Regions from separate parts of the Pan troglodytes genome. Here region 1 is linked to region 2. The links are chromatin contacts, called in public capture Hi-C maps. All regions are on one chromosome and are shown on one strand. The core of a region is the stretch at or near the end of the contact, and the rest is flanking DNA. Distances in the headings are between cores, read along the strand shown. Region 1 overlaps PAG1 (phosphoprotein membrane anchor with glycosphingolipid microdomains 1). Region 2 overlaps ZNF704 (zinc finger protein 704).

Region 1 (5,040 bases), core at 726-3,225, 310 kb before region 2:
CATTCATTCATTTGAAAATGCATTTATTGGGTACTCACAGCAGGGTAGTGAAAACATACTCAGAATACATAACATACTCAGAATAAATAAATGCAGGTGAATATAAAGACATTCTATTTCATTAGTTACATTGACCTTAAACCTTCTCAGACAACAGTGGGTGAGGGAGATGAGAGATGGCAGTGGGTAGGGAGATGAGAGATGGCAGTGGGTTAGGGAGATTAGAGATGGCAGTGGGTTAGGGAGATGAGAGATGGCAGTGGGGGGCAGGGGCAGGTGATGAGTTGCATTTTTGCAAAAGCTATATAAGAATTGTTATATACTGTTCTGATTTTTTTTAATGAACCTAAATGAGCATGGATTTATTTGCTATGGAGTACTTGAAATCTTTATTTGAAGACATTAAGAATCCATCCAGGCCAGGTGCAGTGGCACACTGTAATCCCAGCACTTTGAGAGGATGAGGCAGGAGGATTCCTTGAGCCCAGGAGTCCAAGACCAGTGTAGGCAATATGGTGAGACTTCGTCTCTACAAAAAATAAAAATATTAGCCAGGAATGGTGGCGCATGCCTGTAGTCCCAGCAGTGGGGGGCAGGGGGGTGGTTCGGGAGAGGATTGCTTGAGCTCAGGGAGGTCAAGGCTGCAGTGATCCATGATTGCGCCCCTGTACTCTGGGCAACAGAGCAAGACCCTGGTTGAAGAAAAAAAAAAAAAGAACAAGAAGAATCCACCCCCAAACATATCAAGATAAGACATCCATTGCTTCAAACACTGGGCCAGGCAGCTGTATGTTCCCGCTTTCGTTTTCAGGTGAGAAAAATAAAGACCTAGACCATGGAGGGGACTTGCCCAGAGTCCAATTTCAAGTCCAGTCCGGGGCTCTCCTCAGCATCCAGCACACGCTTCCCTGACTTTGCGCAAAGGTCTTGCTCCTGACAGGGACCGAATTACAGATTCTGCCACTTTACCCAAGAATTACTCTCCAAACGCACTGGTCTCTTTGCAGGACACAGCTCTCTGCCTCCATGTCACCACCTTTGAAGGACTGACTGATTCCCTCGGCTGGTGCCAGTGCCTGCTCCTGCCATGGGGCCCGCGGGGAGCCTGCTGGGCAGCGGACAGATGCAGATCACCCTGTGGGGAAGTCTGGCCGCTGTCGCCATTTTCTTCGTCATCACCTTCCTCATCTTCCTGTGCTCTAGTTGTGACAGGTGAGAACCAGCGTGTATATACCGGTGCCTTAAACTAATACATCCCCTATACCCAGAAGAGTTTCTGTGGAAAGCCTGTTAGGAATGGAATCCTGCCACAGAGCCATCCCAGAAACTTGTGCATTAGCTTTAACTCTCTTCTCTCTGCTGCAGAGCGTCTCGGGACATTCTTTATTCACTGAAGAAAAAACCCATATTTGGTTTTGCTAGGGAGTAACTAGAAGAGCCCTTATATTTTAAACTTCCCAGAACGAAAGTCTTGCTGTTCTTTCAATCACACCCTTGTCAAAATGGATTTTGTCTTTTTTCATCTGCGGGCATTTTGAAATCTTGTGTGATGCGCATCTTTTTGCCACCACCCCGCGGAAGTCACAGAATGTGTGCTGCTATGTGGTTTCGGAGGGATTGTTTATGATTAAAAATGTGTAGTGTAGACCTTCAGTTTCTCAAGAAACAGATTATTTTCCCAGGAGAGGAACATGCTGTATATGAAATAATCATCAGTGTCCTTTTTTTAGAGTTATACTTCTCTCTCTCCTCTGTCTCATATAAAATGTCAGTACCCCCAACAAGAGAAATCTTTGCTCAGAGAGAAGTTCTTTCTAACCAGAAGTGATTTTTCAGGACATTCTGGAACTGTTACAAAGCACATAACCTTCTGATGGGCTGGATGCCACCAGAGGCCCATGCAGACCAGCTGACCATCAGCCAGCCCTGTCCAAACTCTCCCTCCACCATGGAAGCAACTCCAGGAGCGTCACTTAAAATTCTGAAATAGCTTCCTACCCTAAAATCTGTCAGGAGGAGAAAAGCCAAGACTCTCTGAACCCAGCTAGCCTCCTAATCCCTGCCCAGCCTGGACCCAGACCTCTGTGGCTGGGACAGAGTCTGAATGATTGGGAAGATGAACAAAGAGGCCGCAGGGCCGGGGCTTCCCGGGGCCTGGACGGGCCTGCTTCTGTAGTTACTCATGTTCCCACTAGGTGTCACCCTTGTTTTATAGAGAACGTGGATGGGCGGCGTATTCTCTACAACTGATGGCTTTCTTTAGACTGTCCCGAGTAAAAACAAATTCTATTTTTACTTGACAGACTTTCCCATAGACTGGAAGTACATATGACTCACCCTGAGAGCATGTACCCTTCCTGGCGTGCCAAAAATTTGTATTTTCTCTATCCCACTGCAGTGTGTGACTTTCCAGAGACTCAGATAATTGTCTTCATTTTCTCAAAAAAAAAAAAAAGGTATAACTTACTCTGCTAGTTTAGGTATAAACAATTTCTATGCAGGCCCAGGCCTCGGTCCTCTCCTTGTGAACTTGTATGTTTTTTCCCGGAAGAAGGGGTGCCAGGGGAGGTGGACAGTCCCTAGTTGAGGCTTGAACTCCTCTTCCCCAGCACCTGCAAACGGGCCATCAAATCACTGTCTGATTTTGTCTTTGTTGACAAAATAAACATGGTTCTTAAAACGAGAGATTTAAAAGCTGATAAGAATTGGAATAGGAAAGGGTAGTGTGTGCTTGATTTTAAGGGGGCACATTTGACATTACAACATTTCACTTTTCATTTCAGGGAAAAGAAGCCGCGACAGCATAGTGGGGACCATGAGAACCTGATGAACGTGGTGAGCCTGCGCGTGTCGTCTGCCTGTCTGTCCGTGCGTGCTCCAGAACATCAGCTACTTATCTAAGTGTGCTCCCATGTGCTCACAGCCTGAGTAGAACCCACAGGGAGAGCTAAGCCTAAGTTAAACGGTGGCTTCTGAAATGGATGCAGTAGTGCTGCTGCCGGAATGATCCTTAAATGGCTCCAACCTACTGCAGGGATGGGACTTTTTTGCCTCTATTAATTTGCTAGTGCTGTCATAACAAAGGACCGCAAACTGGGTGGCTTAAATAACAAGTTTGTTTCTCAGTTCTAGAGGCCAGAAGTCCAAAAATCAAGGTGTTGGCAGGATTGGTTGCTTCTGAGGGAAAGTCTGTTCTAGGCCTCTCCTGGGGCTTCTGGTGGTTTGCAGCCAAACTTTGGGTGTGACTTGGTTTGTACAGGCATCACCCCAAATTCTGCCTTCATCTTCCTATGGTGACCTCTGTGTTTCACATCACCTCCCATCTATGCATGGCTGGCTGTGTCCAAGTTTCCCCATTTTATAAAGACACCAGACATATTGGACTAGTGCCCACCCTACTGTAGCACGACCTCATATTAACTAGCTTCATCTGCAATGACCCTATTTCCAAATGAGACCATATTCTCAGGTGCTGGGGGTTAGGACTTGGACATGAATTTTGGAGAGACACAGTTCAACCCATAACAACAGGTCATTAAGCTGGAGGGAGCTTGGGACCCACAACACCCTAGGTATATAACCTAGCCTTGCTGGCGTTTTCCCAGCCCTCAGTATCTTACAGGGCCCTGATGATCCCGAGGCCCTCGGGGATCCACCCTGGCGAGGAACAGCCTGAGAGTGTCCAGGTCCTTCCTTGTCCTCTCTGACCCAGGCCTGTGCTTTTGAATGGCTGAGCAGTCCCAGCCGCTGGGGAGGGGGCCCATCGTCACATTAGCAAGGCAGAGTTCAGAATCTGCCCTGAGTCCTGTGGCAGTGCTAAGACAGAAGATGCTTCTTGTTCAGGACATCATTTCTCAAGGTCAAGCAAAAACTGGTTGGGAGGAGAGGGTGCAAACAAGGAAGCATGGATGAGCCAAGGTCTGGTGTAAAACCCGCAGCCAGCAGACGTTTGCAGAGATGACCAGGGGGCATCTCCAGTCTAGGCTTCCTGACCTGCCAATTCTCAGGACTCCTCTGGCCCAAGCAGGCAGGAAGTTGTCAGGACTCCCCGTTCCTCCTGGGACCCCCAGGATTTTCCTTCCCTCCCCTCTGCATCCACACGCCCACCTCACCCTTCGCAGCTTTCCTGGGCCCTCATCACCACTCCTCCCTTTACTCTTTTTCTCGCCCTGTTCCCATCCCTGGTTGTCCACATTGTCGCCACTTCTCATCTGTTCCCAGCGCCCCTGCTCTGCCTGGTGATTGCTGCTGTGGTGGCCTCAGCAGGGAGGGTGGGAGGGATGGAGGGAACGCCCCACTGTCGCTTCTCCCCATGCAGACTCCAGGCCTCTGCCTTTCGTCACTCCACCATTCTCCTGGTGCCAGTTGGGTAGTGAGGTGGGGCTGGGGAAGGGCTCCCACCGCCATTCCTCACTTCCTTCTAGAGCAGGGGTTCTTCTGCAGTGTGGCCTGGACCTCCGCCCGCAACAGCAGCAGCAGCACCTGGGAGCTCCTTAGAAATGCGAATTTTCCTGGGGGTGAGGCCCAGTAAAAGGCTCACAAGCACCCCAGGTGATCCAGTTGTATGCTCGAGTGTGAGAGCCACTGGCCTAGAGCTGGGGTTCCCGCTGTTCTACTCAAGGTCGGCAGCAGCCCTGGGTGAGATAGGAAGAGAGTGGCAGGTGGATAAAAGGAAAAAGCTGGCTTCCATCCCCTGCCTTCTTCCTCATCCACCATATAATTCATTATTGCCCCAACCCATAGCCTCATTTATATGGATGTGAATGTCTGTGAGAGAGTGCGAGCACACACAGGAACGCATGCTTACCCGGGCACTGGCACCCATGTACACACGCTCGCCCACCCAGCTCTCCTTAAGAGCTTTTCAGCTCCTAGATCTTATACAACTTGCGGATTCTTCATCTCACAGAAGCAAAGATTAGGAATAGTAGTTAGAGTCTAGATTATGGTAACTTCAGCTGTGATCGATTATGCTGTTATGGGCCCACCTGGGAGTCTTCCTCCCCCACACCCATGCCTGCCCATTTATAACATCATTTC
Region 2 (5,046 bases), core at 119-2,618:
CTAACTGGGCAGAAATCTCTCCACATTAGCAAACATTTCATAATGCTTTCCACCACAAATGGAAAGGTAATAGCCAATAGCAATCTTAGAGTAATTATTGCCAATAAATTCTTATCTTATCCCAGCTTTGCCAGAGAGAATGGAGGTTGTTTACAGCCCAGGGACTGCATGCACTGAAGAAATAGGTCCAACCTCTTCCTGGTGGCCTAGGCCCATGAGGGATACTTACCAGTCATGTAGCAAGTCACTTTGCTTCCTGCTGCCTCAGGGTCCTCATCTATAAAACTGGGATAATAATCCTTATTCTGAAGGACAGATGTTGTGAGAATGCTTGAGACTGTGCGAATAAGCTTTGTAAAATGTAAAACACTCACAAAATGTAAGGCATTACTATTTGTTGTAATAAGCAGAATGGAAAGGGGCTTTAGATAACTATCCAGAAATTATTTCTCTTAGATTCTTAAGTGTTAGACTAGCTTCCTATAAATGTATTCTAAGAATAACAGTCCTATAAGAACCCCCAAGCCCCCAACTTTTTTTCTGAAACAGGATCTCGCTCTCTCACCCAGGCTAGAGTGCAGTGACCCAGTCATAGCTCACTGCAGCCTCAAACCCCTGGGCTCAAGTAATCCTCCCTCCTCAGCCTCCAGAGTAGCTGGGACTACAGGTGCATGCCACCACGCCGGGCTAATCATTTCATTTTTTCTGTACAGACAGGGTCTCACTATGTAACCCAGGCTGGCCTCGAATTCCTGGCCTCAAGCGATCCTCCTACCTCAGCCTCTCAAAATGCTAGGATAAGAGAAGTGAGCCACTGCCCTCAGCTAAGAAATCCCTTTTTAAAAAAATGTTGAAATCGGAGGGGTTGGGGTGAGAGGGAACTCTGTGACCAAACCATTCAGGAGAATACTGCAAATGATATTTCTTTCTTAGAAATACTGTAGTCAATAAACCCAGAGCTCCCCAAACTTAGTGAACAAGAAAATCTGTTTTTTCATATAATCCCCACTATGATCCCAAGGAATTTGTGTTGCACAATACAAAAACACATCAGAAAACTCTTAGAAAAACCTATTATCATGAGGTTAAAATAATTAAATGTTTATAAACTACAATGTGGCTTTTGGGAGGGGGTGTATAAATAGAACAATAACTTACATACCCAGCTGTTGCAGATGATTGAGAGGGCTGGGGTGGTTTCACTGGTGTAGAACCAAGGCTCCCATTTCCCCACTGAACCATGCCCGGGCACGCAGGGGTCCTGGCACTGACTGTGTTTGTGTGCACGCAGAGAGCCTCAGCGGATCCTGGAAGGAGGGCGGCTGCGTGCCTTCCAGCACCAGCAGCAGTGGCTACTGGAGCTGGAGCGCCCCCAGCGACCAGTCCAACCCGTCCACGCCGTCGCCGCCGCTCTCGGCTGACAGCTTCAAGCCCTTCCGCAGCCCCGCGCAGCCAGACGACGGCATCGACGAGGCGGAGGCCAGCAACCTGCTCTTCGACGAGCCCATTCCCAGGAAAAGAAAGGTTGGTGGTCAGCCACGCGGTCTTCTGCATTCAGTTTCCTGAAGGTGCTTTCTGTCCCCTCTGAAGGGCCGGTGTGAGCTTAACCTTGGACCTACACCCCCTTTCTGTGGAAAGAAGCAGCTTACGTTCCTCTTTAATGTTCTTGAAGTTTGAATAGAAATTGTTATGGTGATAATTTAAAAATGACAAATACTGGTAAGTTTCCTGAAGGTATATATACACACGTGTCCCATCCTCTGGTTATAAATTGCTGACCTGGGACTTACCAGTATTTGTAAGTTAGAAAATTGGACCTCAGGCTTGCTTCGGTATGAACTTGCTCTCTTCGTGGGACTTATTTTTTTCATATGTAAAATATAATTAATATATTTTTCTCTTTTCTCAATCAGCCCTGAAGGGTTATTGGGAAGAATATTTTGTATCTCATTTTTATGCAGTCATCTGTGAAATATACATAAAAGCTGAGATATAAACAAATTTCCATTCTTACATCCTAGAGATTATATATTAACTAAATAAAAAGTGAAAAAGGGCCAGGCACAGTGGCTCACACCTGTAGTCCCACTGCTTTGGGAGACAGAGGCAGGAAGATTGCTTGAGACCAGGAGTTGGAGACCAGCCTGTGCAACATAGCAAGACCCTGTCTCTACAAAAAAAAAATTAAATAAAAAAAAAATTAGCTCAGTGTAGTGGCATGCACCTGTAGTCTCATCTACTCAGGAGGCTGAGGTGGGAGGATCGCTTTAGTCCAAGAGTTCAAGACTGCAGTGAGCTATGATCTGGCCACTGCACTCCAGTCTGGGCAACAGAGTGAGACCCTGCTGCTTTAAACAAAACAAAAAGGAGTAGAAGAAGAAAAAGACATCTAATTAATTGATTTAGCAAATTAATTGATTACACATTTGTTTAATCCTCCCAGCAGTCCCATATGGTAAGTTTTGCATTTCCATCTTGTTATGAGGAAACTGAGGATCAGAGAGATTGATTGTACATTTAACTGGCCCCTGTCAGGCAGGTTAGAAAGGGACAGAGCCACCATTCAAACCCAGATCTGCCTGAGCCTCAAGTTCATATTCTTTTCATTCTCTTTAGGTACATTTCAGTTATGTTCACTCATAATTTTTCGAAAACATTTCCATTTCACAGAATAAAGGAAAACTACCACTATACTACCACTAAATCTGAAGACATTTGGCATTATTTTTAAAATCACCACATAAATGTAAAACTGTTGTTATATGTATTGGTTTTTAAATGTTGTATTGGTAGCTTCATTATGAATGGCTGTTCACAAACAAAAATCCAATACAAAGCCCTGAGGACTGCAGTGCAAACTTTTTTCCTCCCCCAATTCATTTCAAAGAGGAAAACAAAGAGATGGCATTGATCCAACAATGCCTTCCCTCCCTGCATCTCTCAGCATCATTCCACATGTGTAACAGTGGAGGTGATATGGGCACTCTCTCTGGGTGTGTACATGTGAAAAAGGCTGACATTTTTGTCCAGAAAAGAGGGTATTACTGTAGTCCCCTGACCTTCCCAGAGGCAGTGGCCTGAAGAGTTGCTGTTTCACACCAGTCTGTCATGCAAAGGGGCTGAAGTTGTTCTGGCACCCTGTGGGTCCCCAGGGACACTGGGTCTTCACTTGACCAGTAGGGGAGAGAGGCTGGCACTTGTATCAGTGGGTACCTGCAGGCAGGACAGTGGTAGGGACCTGAAGTCTTTTCCTGTTACTTTGAGCTTCACAGACTGTCTCCCTGGGGTTTTCTGAGTGTATAGTTCGAACACTCAATAGGCATGGCCCAGGGTTGTGACAAGGACTCATGGCCCAGGGTTGTGACAAGGACTCACAGTACAGGGAACCCCAATGTTATTTAAGGCACATTAATGAAAGCCTGTCATACCCTTCCATTTCTGATGTAGCCACTGAGCCAAAATTCACACTCTTGCATCACAATTAGACTGCACTTGTTAGCCTCATATGGAAGGTCTACAGGCTTTAACTAAATTAAGGTAAAGTCACCAAAGGAAAAGGAAAAAAGCTTCCTTTTTTACATTTTTTTTTATTATATATATTTATTTTTATTGGATGAGCACAGGCCCACTCCAGAAGAAGCTGGATAGTGGGAAGGAATGAACAAATAAGAATAGTGTTTATCCTTCTTTCTTTATGACTTCTCCCTCTATTCAGACTTTAGATGTCCCCAAGCCGAGACGAATAGGATGCTGATTGTAGCCACTAATGTTTAATGCATGGATTTTACACAGACCAAGTTGTTACCTTGGCCTTTTGAATTTAAAGTTACTTTGAACAGTGAAAATAACAAGAAGGTGAGGCTGATGCTATTCTTTTTTAAATTTATTAGGTGAACCAATATTTATTGAGCACATATCAGGCAAAATGCTTATTGCCCTGAGAATAATGCATAGTTTTTTCCTTCAAGGTGTCAAAAGTTGGGTGGCTGGAAATTGATGTGTAAAAAGGCAATAATTACAAGTGGTAAATGCTGTGTTCGTGATGTGACAGAACACAGTAACTGTAATACAGTTATTTTAGAGATTTAAAAAATCATGTTTCAAAAGATTTCTAAGAGTTAATTTGCTTAAACCAGACAATATGTTCTGTCTAGTTGGTAGAACTTTCTGAGTTCATCTTATTTTCCTCTCCTTTCCCTCAGTTTCATAATACCCATTTAAAACCCATTGTGATAGTCACTTGTTCTGTGGGTATTGTTTGAGAACCTTCTAGATCAGTTTTTTCCAACTGCACGTCTCAATCCACTAGAGGGTTGTGACTCAATTTAATGAGTCAATAGAGTACACTGTACATAATAAGGATAAGTATTGTTTCTTGATAATTTTGTTTCAGTGTATACATATGTGTATGTGCTGTGCAAAATGTATTTCTTATTGTGGCTCATGAGCAAAAAAGTTTGGAAGCTTCTGTTCTTTGTTATAAAGAGATAATACAATTTGTGGTAAATTAAGATGTCCTGATTGGAAATCAAAAGATTCACATTCTTAACTCTGCTACCCTGAGAACCTAAGAATATCATTTCACCTCTCTGATCATCAACTTCTTCATCTGTAAAACAGGCAAACAGGTATTAACATGCCCCTCTCAGGATAGTTATGAAGATTAAATGTGGTCTTAAGTGCTGGAATGTGGCAACATTTTAATAGACATTTGAGGACTCTAAACAAAAGGGGAGGGAGCATTGCCTATATCTGACTATGAAGCAATGATCCTGACCTTTGTCATTATTATGGAAGCTTCCTTATCTCTTCTCCCTCCTCCCCCCACACAGAGACGGCTCACTCCCACCTCTTGTGGAGATCCATGTTCCACTTATGTAAAGAAGATGACAGTGTGTGATACACTGCATAGACAAGGCATTCTCTCTTACTATCAGTAGTGAGGAGGAAATATTTGCTGATAATCACTATATTTGCTTATTTAGTTACAGTTTACCAAATGCTTTTAAATGTAGCATTTCATTTCATCATCCCCCAAATCTTTGG

What was found. Capture Hi-C pulls out chosen DNA fragments and counts their contacts.
Region 1: a capture Hi-C map of stem cell-derived neural stem cells shows a contact between it and region 2, with 9 times the contacts expected there. The contact joins two enhancer-like sites. A contact is called at or near these places in 4 of 7 Hi-C or Micro-C datasets (blood, induced pluripotent stem cells and stem cell-derived neural progenitor cells) and 1 of 1 other capture datasets (stem cell-derived neural stem cells).

Annotation. Positions count from the first base shown.
Region 1 is chr7:89,634,041-89,639,080 of NHGRI_mPanTro3-v2.0_pri, reverse strand. It overlaps PAG1 (phosphoprotein membrane anchor with glycosphingolipid microdomains 1), which reads left to right. Exons shown (of 8, transcript XM_063817211.1): 3 at 1,008-1,212; 4 at 2,784-2,835. The coding sequence starts at 1,088. Among named protein-coding and RNA genes, the nearest start is that of ZNF704, 120 kb to the right of the region's middle. Within about 2 kb of position 1,975, at least 9 of the 24 cell types and tissues checked have an H3K27ac peak or open chromatin away from gene starts, as enhancers often do. A contact at or near this core is called in stem cell-derived neural stem cells, where this site is marked.
Region 2 is chr7:89,327,318-89,332,363 of NHGRI_mPanTro3-v2.0_pri, reverse strand. It overlaps ZNF704 (zinc finger protein 704), which reads left to right. Exons shown (of 10, transcript XM_063817210.1): 4 at 1,292-1,524. Among named protein-coding and RNA genes, the nearest start is that of ZNF704, 190 kb to the left of the region's middle. Within about 2 kb of position 1,368, at least 12 of the 24 cell types and tissues checked have an H3K27ac peak or open chromatin away from gene starts, as enhancers often do. A contact at or near this core is called in stem cell-derived neural stem cells, where this site is marked.